Linked DNA regions of Podarcis muralis: region 2 is linked to region 1. A link is a contact called in public Hi-C data. All regions are on one chromosome and are shown on one strand. The core of a region is the stretch at or near the end of the contact, and the rest is flanking DNA. Distances in the headings are between cores, read along the strand shown. Region 1 holds the start of RBMX (RNA binding motif protein X-linked). Region 2 holds the start of LOC114589486 (pinopsin-like).

Region 1 (5,211 bases), core at 1,228-3,727:
ATCCCCCAGTAGTTTGTCTCCTCCAAGTCCTGGAGAGATCTTTTCTTTTTTAAAAAATAAAAAGACATTGATCACCTCCCCCTCCAAGTTCTTCTCTCTTTCCTCAATCTTCAGCCTCTTATTCAGTTTCCATTTACCACCTCCGACTGAGGCAGTGGGGGTGGGGTGATGCACGTTGCACATTTACTGGTTCAGTACCTTCAGAATGGTCTTTACAATGTTTTCAACATTGGTATATAGAGAGGGTAAACTGTTGCCCAAAGTGATATTCCGAAAACTCCTCAGCAGGGATACAGTGGTACCTCGGGTTAAGTACTTAATTCGTTCCGGAGGTCCATACTTAACCTGAAACTGTTCTTAACCTGAAGCACCACTTTAGCTAATGGGGCCTCCTGTTGCTGCCGCACCGCCGGAGCACGACTTCTGTTCTCATCCTGAAGCAAAGTTCTTAAGCTGAAGCACTATTTCTGGGTTAGCGGAGTCTGTAACCTGAAACGTATGTAACCTGAAGCGTATGTAACCTGAGGTACCACTGTACAAAGTTCCAAACCTCTCTCGGGTATGCTGAGTTTCCTGGGCATTCGAAACATTGTCTTAAGTCCCACAGTCAAATTTATTTTATCCACCTTTCGTCTATACCTCCTTTTCCCCCCTTAGGGTACTGAGACTCTTTCCCCCTTATTGCTCACTTCTGGAAGCAAAGGCTTGGAGAAGCATGGCATTGGGGTAATCTGGATGCCAGTTGGCCCATGGCCTCCTTCAACGCACTGGTGAGGTCTGGGTAAGTCCTAGACTGAGTAATAGAGACAGTCACTTGCCCTGTGATCAAGATGCCAAGGTTGGTGTCACAGGTGCTTTTCCCAACAGGGGTTCCTTCCCCTGCGAAGAGGTGGCAGAGGGGCAAGTACAGGTATTGATGGGTAAGGTTCAGGGCTGTCAGGTTCCAGGAAGTGATGTCCCCAGTGGAGTATTGGTCCAAGGTCACAGCCACTGCTACCAAGGGCAGGCCTTGCCTCTGAGATCCAGCAGTTGGGGTAGGGAGCTTCTCTGGCCACCTTGCTCCACATTTGAATATTTCCTCCTGGTCCCAGAAGCAAAGAAGATCTTGCTCCGGGTACAAAGGGGTTGCGTCAAAATGCCTCGGTGCAGTGCCTAGGGGGTGCAGAGGGTCATTGGTTTTCAGAAGTCTCATGTCCTTGGCGACCCCCCGCACCTCTGAGGCCCAGTGTGGTCCACTCGGGGTTTTGTGCAGCCCCTGCAGAGTGAAGCCAGCCTTCCAGGTATTCTGGCCCTTCCCAGTCATTGGTTACTCCAATGTCCCAGAGGCAACAAAATTGCCGTAGGAAAAGTCCTTGTAGGTGGGTTTTCTGGGGCTGAGAGTCCATTCAAAGGCATTGGAACCACAAAATTAAGTTCTCTGTGGGGTGGTTGGAATCTGTGTAGATATAAACAGCTCCCCCATTGTCCACCTCTGTCCAGTTTGGGTGCTTGGTAACTTCCCCTTGGCTGTAAAGGAAGTAGCTACCGTTCGTACATCGCAGGCGATTTTGTTGATTATCCAGGGTAAAAATGGCAGTACCCAGGCGGATGTAATGTCTGTCTCGTATAAAAAGTTCCCAGTATTGAGTTCCTTGGAGCTGGGGTGTCAGTGAGTGTCTGAGCAAGGCTCGTAACTCAGGCTGACAGAAGTCAAATTCCCCCATTCAATCCATGTTTGACTTGCCCCCGCAGTCTACAGTGTCATAGTCAAGGAAATTGTAGTTCGTTTGTAGACCTGGGGTGTGTAGACCAAGGGGTGTGCACATGTGAAGTCCTGTTTCTGCATGATTATCAGTGCTGGTGTGAAGTTCCGCTCTGCATACTTTTATTAATTAAACTGATTTTATGTTGCATTTTGTGTGTATTCACGATGTCATTTGTAGACCCAGTAGGTGGCGCTGTGGTGCTTGAAGGCATTTTGACAGTTTGTGAACGGCAGAATATGTATTGACAGATCAAGTATACGGCACTGGAAAGTCAGACAGAATAGAAAATCTTTTGGCTACATTCTTCCAGTTACATTTTTCTATTCTAGTTACATCTCCTAGTGTAAGAAAACACCTTTTAGAAAGATACAAAAGGGCAATACATTTGATAGAGTCCACAGTTGCATTCCTCGGCTACGTTTTTTAGTGGTATTACAGCGAAACAGAAGTAAAAGATACAAGTAAAAAGATGCAGTCTTTGTTAGCATAGAAACACGCAACACTGAGAGGTTCATTTATTAACTCTCCTCTCTGATCAGGGCTTCTCTTATGACAGCATACTGTATTCTTGTGCTTGTGCTGATTGAGCCCTCTTTCTTTCTTTCTTTTTCTTATGCACACACCCCACCAGTTCTCCAGAGCAAGCTGCAACACACCCACCCACCAACTGTTCGCCAGATCAAGCGGCCCTCCTCCTATCTGAAAAGGCCACGCCTCTCTTGCCTGGTGTGTCCCTGCTTGCCCCGCCCCCTTCTTTTCACGCCTACATCCGGGCTTTCTGGCCTCGAGACGAATGTGCTGACGTCAGGTATATAAAGGCCCTCGGCTCCTTTGTTCCTTCTCAGTGCGTCGTTGCTGATCTACTGGCGGTTTGGAGGTAAGCTCGCGCGGGGGGGGGGGGGCGAGAGAGAAGCGCACGCGCGCACGCCTTTCGAATCGCCCGCGCTTTACTATCCACCCCCTACACACACCGATTGCTTACACCGGCGGCAGTGAGGGTGGGGGGAGATTCGCCTTCTGCGGTCTCCCGTTTATTCCTTTTTAATTCCGCACACGCACACGCCCTCTCAACGCCCGTTCCTCTCATTCATACGGAGGCGCCATTTTAAACCGTGAGGGAGGGGCGGGCGGGCGGGGGCCGATTGCCGCCTTGGGCCGGCCCTGAGGGAAAAGTGAGCCGGAGGGGGAGGGGAAGGGGGGCTGGGCTGGGCTGCCAGGGAGGGAGGGTCGCCAAAGCCGCCATTTTGCCATCGCCTTCAGCCCCTCCTTTGTGGCCCCCTCCCCTTTCTCCGAAGTGCGCATAGCGCGCGAGGGCGCCGGGTGGGCGCTAGAAACCGCGACTGCGCAGGCGCGACTCGTTCTTTTCTTGCGTCTTAATGGAATGCGCTTTCACCCCCTCCCCTATTCTTGGCGGTCTCAGCGTCGCGCATGCGCGGCCGCAGGGTTACCTGAATGTGGCCTTTTGTCATTTTGGGTATATTCAGTTGCTTGCTTTTCTTTAATTTCCGAGTTTCCCTCCCCCCTCTCTATTGTAGCCAAGAAAGGCTCTGAGAGCGACTTATAAAACCACTATTATAAGAGCATAAATCTCTGATGGCAGCCGCTGTCCTTGGGCTTAAGAGTCTAAAAATAAATTTTAAAAGGTGTAGGATGGAGGAGGGGAGAGCAAAAAGCCTCAAGTGCAAGTTTGGGGGAAGGGCTGTAGCTCAGTGTTGGGGCATCTGCTTGGCAGGCAGGAGGTATCGGGTCCTGTCCCCAGCATCTCTAGGCAGGACTGGCAAAGACCCCTGAAACTCTGGAGAGCAGACAATACTGAGCTGGATGTACCAATGAGCTTACTGTGTTGGACCTTGTTGAACAGAGTTTTTTAAAATCCTGAAAGTTCCCCACTGAGCCTTTAGCCAGTGATGGTGGAGTATAGAAACATTGCAAAGCATACATAGTGGTGGTCTAAAATATTCAGAAGTTACTTGTTTATATTATTGTTTAGTGAACTGTTCGATAGAATTCTGAATGTAATCCTTGTTTCAATAAAAGGGCTAAGCAGTTTCCCCACCTTCCTTTTAATGGAAAAAAAAATTCAGGTGGGGGGACTACTTAAATATCCCTGTGGGATATTTCTGTGTAATATACCAAAAAATAATGCAAATGGATACAAAAAGATGTAAGGAAGTATAAGATAACATAAACAGAAAAAAGTAACAACTATTAGTACAACAGAAAAAAGAAATGGTAAATACAGTGGGGGGGGTGATGGGAAGTCTTATGTATATGAATAAGAATGTATGGTGAAAGGAATTGTATAAGTTTGAATAGATTTTTATTAGTATATTTGGACAAAAGAATGTTTTGTTATTAAACAATTTCAATAAAGTTTTCAAAAAGCAAAATAAATAAATATCCCTGTGGGAGACAGCTCCCTTTGTCGTAACCACTGTGGTGCATTTTCAACCTTTTTCAGTTTTAAAAAACCATAGGGGAGCTGTTGTATTTTCTTCCCCTGTGAATGTTTCCTTATCTTAAATTAGGTTTGGTTTTCTTTTTTAAAAATTGTAACAGTTTCTTGCATTAGAGCTTTTGCTTGCAGGTAGTAATTAAAGCCATTGTTCTGGATTTTGGAGCACTGTGTTTGTAGTGTCAATATTTGTTCTCAATTAGATGCGTTTAAGCAAGGCCTTGGTCACCACAGAAATGATGCTGCCATTTCTGTTTAGCAACTAAGGGCATGGACAAGCTGATAAGAACCATCAAGCCCTAATCAGATTTTTCAATATCTGCATATTGTTGTCTGAGGAATTATCCTGTTGTTTTGTCAAATATTTCCAAAGGACCCAAGCTTCTCCCCTGTTTCAAGTTGAATGTGTGTTGTTCCAGATCCCAAACTGTGTCAAAATGGTTGAAGCAGATCGTCCTGGCAAGCTGTTCATTGGTGGGCTGAACACAGAGACTAATGAGAAGGCTCTTGAATCTGTCTTTGGCAAATATGGCCATATAGTAGAGGGTAAGCACACAGCCTTTTTAGGGCAAAATATTAAGTTAAAGGTCTGCTTTGATGAACTTAACAGCTTTGATCAGTTGAAGTGATAGCGCTTATATGTCCTCTAAGAAGTTCTGAGCAGGCTTGTGTATAATTTGGGATACATCATTCTATGATGAAAGTGGAATAACACTTTTGTCTTTCTTCAGTTCTCCTTATGAAAGACCGTGAAACCAACAAATCAAGAGGGTTTGCTTTTGTTACCTTTGAGAGTCCAGCAGATGCCAAGGATGCTGCCAGAGATATGAATGGAAAGGTAGTAACTAATGTGTTAATTGCAGAGTGTCAAGCTGAGGGTGATTGGATTGATTGGTTGACAGAGTTGCTTTTATTCAGTTAATGAGACAAGTTCAGTGATGTGTTATAATGGAGTGAATGCTTGGGTAATAGCATTTAGGGATGCTAAGGGAATTTGTTTAAGGATGTTAA
Region 2 (5,211 bases), core at 730-3,229, 150 kb after region 1:
GGACACACATGGTGGGTGGGCATATTGAAGGTTTAGGTGTGGTCAGTACACAGAATGGAGACTGTCTAGTGTGGAATCTAGGCACATATAAAAGATGCTAAGAAAATGTTTAAAAAAAAGTTTTAAAAAGAGATTGAATTGATCAAAAGCTCGCCATCGCCATCTAGTGTAATGTTTGTATAATGCACTTAAAACGTTTGCAGCTGTATGGCTGAGTCCTAAGATTCCTGAATATGGAGATTGGCTTGAAAGTGCATGAACAGTTTTGAAAGTCTGGAGGAGTTGCAGAGTCAAATTGCCAGTGGTCTTGGTACAGCGGACAAAGTCACCCAAGGGCTTGGAATAACTTTTTGCCTTTCTCCACGACCAGCAAAGCAACAGTAAATTATACAAATAATAGTTTTTAAATGCAACATAAATTGGGCAAAATAAGAGAAGCAATTATGAAAACTTGCATCATTTATACAATTTGCTAAATTTTGGGGGCCAGAAATGAAAAGTCAGATCTTCACCGCACATTTAAAGCACCCTTTAACAGCAATAGTTTTCCCCAAGGAACTGTAGTTAAAGGGTGCTGGCCTCACAGAGTGACAATTCCTATCACACTTAACAAGTCCCCAGGATTCTCCATGACTGTTCTGGAGCACTTTACTGGTATGAATGGGACCACACCCAGCATATAGCTTTGGTCAAGGCTGGGTCAACTCTATGGCTTTCTCTGGTGTGGTCTCCACATAGCCAGGGTGCTGTAACAGCTAGCATATTGGACTATGACTTGGGAGACCAGGGTCTGAATCCCAGCTCAGCCATGAATCACACTGGCACTGGGTGATCTTTGGCCAGTCTATCTGCCTACCTCATAGGGAAGGAGATATTTAGAACTGTGAAGGAGAAAGGTGGTAGTTAAATCTAATAAATCAATACATAAATGAACTGGAGCTTCAGAAATTTCGATGTTTAAAACCACGCAGGAACCTAAAGGCAAACCCCTCTTGCTTTCCCAAATATTCCACGCGCCTCCTCCCCCAAACCAGAGCCTTGCTCTAAAAACCTACCGAAGAGGGAGTTGGCGAAGCCGTACCACTTGCAGCCGGCCTTGCCTAGGAGCCAACGGCCGCGCACGCTGGAGGCGAAGCTGAAAGGGGTCAAGAAGACGCAGACCAGGAGGTCGCTGAGGCTGATGTTGAGCAGGATCAGGTTGATGGGTGTCCGGATGGCCTGGAACTTGACGAAGATCAGCATCACCAGGAGGTTGCTGAGGCTGCCCAGGAGCAAGATGACGCCCAGGCACACAGCCATCGTCAGGTGTCCCGTCCGTCCCAGGCTCCCAGCAGAAGAGTCCAGCAGCTGGCTGTCGAAACTCAAATTACCGGCGCTTCCTGCCGCGCTCTGGTTGAAAAGGTTGAGGCTCCGGTCGCCCAGCGCCAACCGCATAGCAGCAGCTTGCTCCAAGCCCTTGGGGTGCGGATTTGGTAGAAATTGTCAGGGCACCTCGCGACTTAGGACAGCCTAACACTCGAGCAGCACAGTTCCTAGAGAGGCGTGTGGGCAGCAGCTGGCTCTGCCCTAACCTTCCCGGAGCACCTTCTCCAATCAAGCCCTCAAGTACAGATTCTTCTCCAGAGGGACCCACGCGCCCAGCCCAACCCCTGAAGCGGGCGAAATCTGTGCGCCTTTAGCAGAGGAGCATGGACCCACCAGGCAGCCCCTTGGCCGCAACGGAGCGCAAATCCAGGAAAGAGGACGGAGCTGCGTATTCGCGCAGCAGTTCACGCTGCCTTGAGCCGGAGACACAGGGAAGAGTTGAAGGAGCGCACCTTTCAAGCGTTGCCCCTCCTGCCTCGCCACGATTTTCTAATGCGAAGTAATGCTGCGCAAAGTTGTGCCCTGTCCTAGTGGTGTCCGCGCATGCACGGTGATCCCTGTGCCTTTACACTTATGAAGACACGCGAGGAGACCAGAGGCCGACCTGAGCCCTCGTTTTGTTTATGGCACAACGCCCGCCCACCCCCACCCCGCCTCACGCAACCGCCTTTAACAAAGCCCTACCCCTTGGAGGGCGAGAGGGACCGTTCTTGTGCCTGCAAAGGGGAACCAAAGACAACGACCCCCACCCTTACCCGGCAAGGCAGTGCAGAAAGCAAGCCTTGCGCGGAGAGAGCTCTGCCTCCCGCGACGCTCTCCTCGCGCCTTTCCAATATAGCAGGAACTCTAGACTCTAAACTATCTTTCCCTGTAAGGGAGAGCGGGAGTCCCGCGCGCTTTCGGCACGGCTGTTCCGCAGCGGCTCCTCACCAAGCTCCTAGGCGGATCACCAAACAAAGCGGCTTTGGCGCGTCAGATTTTATACATTTGCTCTGGCTCAGTCAAAAGCAGCGCCGCGACAACGAAGGGATGGAACTGCCTTCTAGAAGGGAGGGACTGCTCCACCGCAGTTGAGTGACCCGAACCACGCCTCCTTTTTACTTTCGCTTCGCCACCTTGCGAGGGGAAACAGGAAGGGTCTTCTACATCGGGTGGAGCAAATAGAGGGAAGGACCTCCCCCCCCCCCCCAACACACACATAATACTAGAGCTCGAGGCTGTCCAGCGACAGCAGACGATTCTAGATCGGTAAAAGGAAAAGACCTCTAGCCGCGCAACGAAGACTTGGATGTAAGGAGCATTATTTGCCAGGAAATACGGTGAAGTGTTTTTTAAAAATATATAAATCACGCTGTTTAATCGGTTTAGAATTACTCTGATAGCTATTGTTGTGTTTGAAAACTGTTTTTGAAATGCAGATTTGACTGGAACATGCGCCCAGAAGGAAGGAGGAGGGCTGGAGAAGATGCGAGAAAGGTGTCAGCACGTGCTGCCTTGGGAGAGACGTGTAGCTTTGTTGTATGGAATCAAATGCTTCTAGATGCCTTACTCACTTTTTTGTTATTTCTCTATGAGACAAATATTTTACAGATCCCACAGCTGGGTCAGATACTCATTGCTGGGGGGGTGGGGTGATATTGTGAGCTTGGGTTGGGGACTAGATCCCCCATAATCTCTACATTATGTGAAATGTTAAGAGTTTGACCAAATTCATGAGAAACTGATCTACGAAGTGAAAGTACTGGGAGCCTTGGATTGCAGGCTCACAATTATTAATTATTACAGCATCCTAATAACATCCACATCATCAGATGCCTGAAGTTGGCTCCTGATTCTTAATTTCATACAGTCCTTTGAATCCTTAGGTTCATATATTTGGACAAATTCATAAGGCTAAGGTTATCGGTGGCTACAGCCATGAAGACTATCTGCCTCCTCCACTGCTGGAGACAGTATGCCTCTGAATGCCTGGTGCTGGGCATCAACATTAACAGACCTCGCATCTTGGATGAATTGGATTGAAAAGATCACTTACAGTTTCTGGAGTTCAAAGGCTTTATTCACAGAATGGACTATTTACAAGATAAGCAGAGGTGAGAGAGAAATAGCAGAAATCCTATCTCAACAAGCTGGAAGAGGACAACAAACAAATAATGGCTCTACTTTTAGGGGTGGAATTAACTTTGAGTCTTAGACAAAGTGAAGACTACAAGCAAGTGCTCGCTAGCTTGCAAGACAAATAGTGCCCTCATGTGGTTTAAAGTAAAAAAGGTAAAGGGTAAAGGGACCCCTGACCAGTCGTGACCGACTCTGGGGTTGCGCTCTTTAGGCCAAGGGAGCCGGTGTTTGTCCGCAGACAGCTTCTGGGTCATGTGGCCAGCATGACTAAGCCGCTTCTGGCGAACCAGAGCAGCACACGGAAATGCCATTTACCTTCCTGCCGGAGCGGTATCTATTTATCTACTTGCACTTTGACGTGCTTTCGAACTGCTAGGTTGGCAGGAGCAGGGACCGAGCAACGGGAGCTCACCCCGTCCGTGGTTTAAAGTAGCACATGCATAAATTAATTCAGGAGAAGGAAAGGTATTGCTTTTCTCCAGCAATCACAAGTGTGTGGGGCAGGAATGTGGCAGGTCCTGCTTAGAGTTTACCTAGTGACAACTGGCATGATGCAACCAAAATAAGATTTATTTTAATTCTGGTGTATGTGTGTGGGAGAGACAGAGAGAGAGATTTAAGCAAATACTTAACTTTCCCATTATAGGGCTGCATATGTCTCTGGGCCTCATTGAGCACAGTGGTACTTGCTTCTGGGCAGTGTTCGAAACTCCCATTGTTCTAGGCACATTTTGCAACAGGGAATTTAATTAGTGTGAGCAGTGTTTGAGCTCTGGGCACAGTACTGCCCCTAAGATTTCAGATTAAAACTGCAGAGTGGAAGGAAAGGAGGACCTTTTTTCTGCCTCCCCACTTCCAGCTACTCTCTGAAGACAGGAGAAGAGACCCTCTTAAGAATATTAGGGGGGGTTAGCAGGGGAACGCGGGTGGCGCTGTGGGTAAAAGCCCCAGTGCCTAGGGCTTGCTGATCGAAAGGTCGGCGGTTCGAATCCCCGCGGCAGGGTGCGCTCCTGTTGTTCGGTCCCAGCGCCTGCCAACCTAGCAGTTCAAAAACACCCCTGGGTGCAAGTAGATAAATAGGGACCGCTTACTAGTGGGAAGGTAAACGGCGTTTCCGTGTGCGGCTCTGGCTCGCCAGATGCAGCTTGTCACGCTGGCCACGTGACCCGGAAGTGTCTCCAGACAGCGCTGGCCCCCGGCCTTTTAAGTGAGATGGGCGCACAACCCTAGAGTCTGTCAAGACTGGCCCGTACGGGCAGGGGTACCTTTACCTTTACCTTTAAGCAGGGGAAGGACTAGAGACCATGTGAAAAATGAACGTAATATTTTAGCTGCAGTTTATTCATTTTCAGCTTTGTATCCTTGTTATAAAAAAGCACACCTAGACATTCCATTGCTGCACCCATAACATTGGTTTAAAGTGCCATTTAGCTCCTAGCTTTCATATCTCAGTTTCTAACCCTGCTTCTGGGTAAACATGTAAAGTGCTGAATTTGGGCAAGATGGTGCCCTGTCTAGGCACTTGCTTTTGAGCAGGCATAGGCAAACTCTAGCCTCCAGATGTTTTGGGACTACAATTCCAATCATCCCTAGCTAACAGGACCAGTGGTAAAGGATGATGGGAATTGTAGTCTCAAAACATCTGGGGGGCTGGAGTTTGCCTATGCCTGCTTTTGAGGATCCAAAGCTAAACCAGCAAAGTTTGCCAATAAAATTATAAATTCAAAG

The links. A called contact is a pair of places that touch in the nucleus more often than the background predicts.
Region 2: a Hi-C map of blood shows a contact between it and region 1, with 5 times the contacts expected there. The contact joins the promoter of LOC114589486 here to the promoter of RBMX in region 1. A contact is called at or near these places in 2 of 3 Hi-C or Micro-C datasets (blood and tail).

The regions. Positions count from the first base shown.
Region 1 is chrZ:46,201,684-46,206,894 of rPodMur119.hap1.1, forward strand. RBMX (RNA binding motif protein X-linked) reads left to right here and starts at 2,478. Exons shown (of 10, transcript XM_028714582.2): 1 at 2,478-2,622; 2 at 4,620-4,746; 3 at 4,932-5,038. The coding sequence starts at 4,638. It overlaps LOC114589616 (small nucleolar RNA SNORD61), which reads left to right and starts at 4,792; the gene lies at 4,792-4,864.
Region 2 is chrZ:46,350,811-46,356,021 of rPodMur119.hap1.1, forward strand. LOC114589486 (pinopsin-like) reads right to left here and starts at 1,980. Exons shown (of 4, transcript XM_028715860.2): 1 at 1,056-1,980. The coding sequence starts at 1,434. LOC114589487 (a long non-coding RNA gene) reads left to right here and starts at 2,105. Exons shown (of 2, transcript XR_003704675.2): 1 at 2,105-2,655; 2 at 2,784-5,211.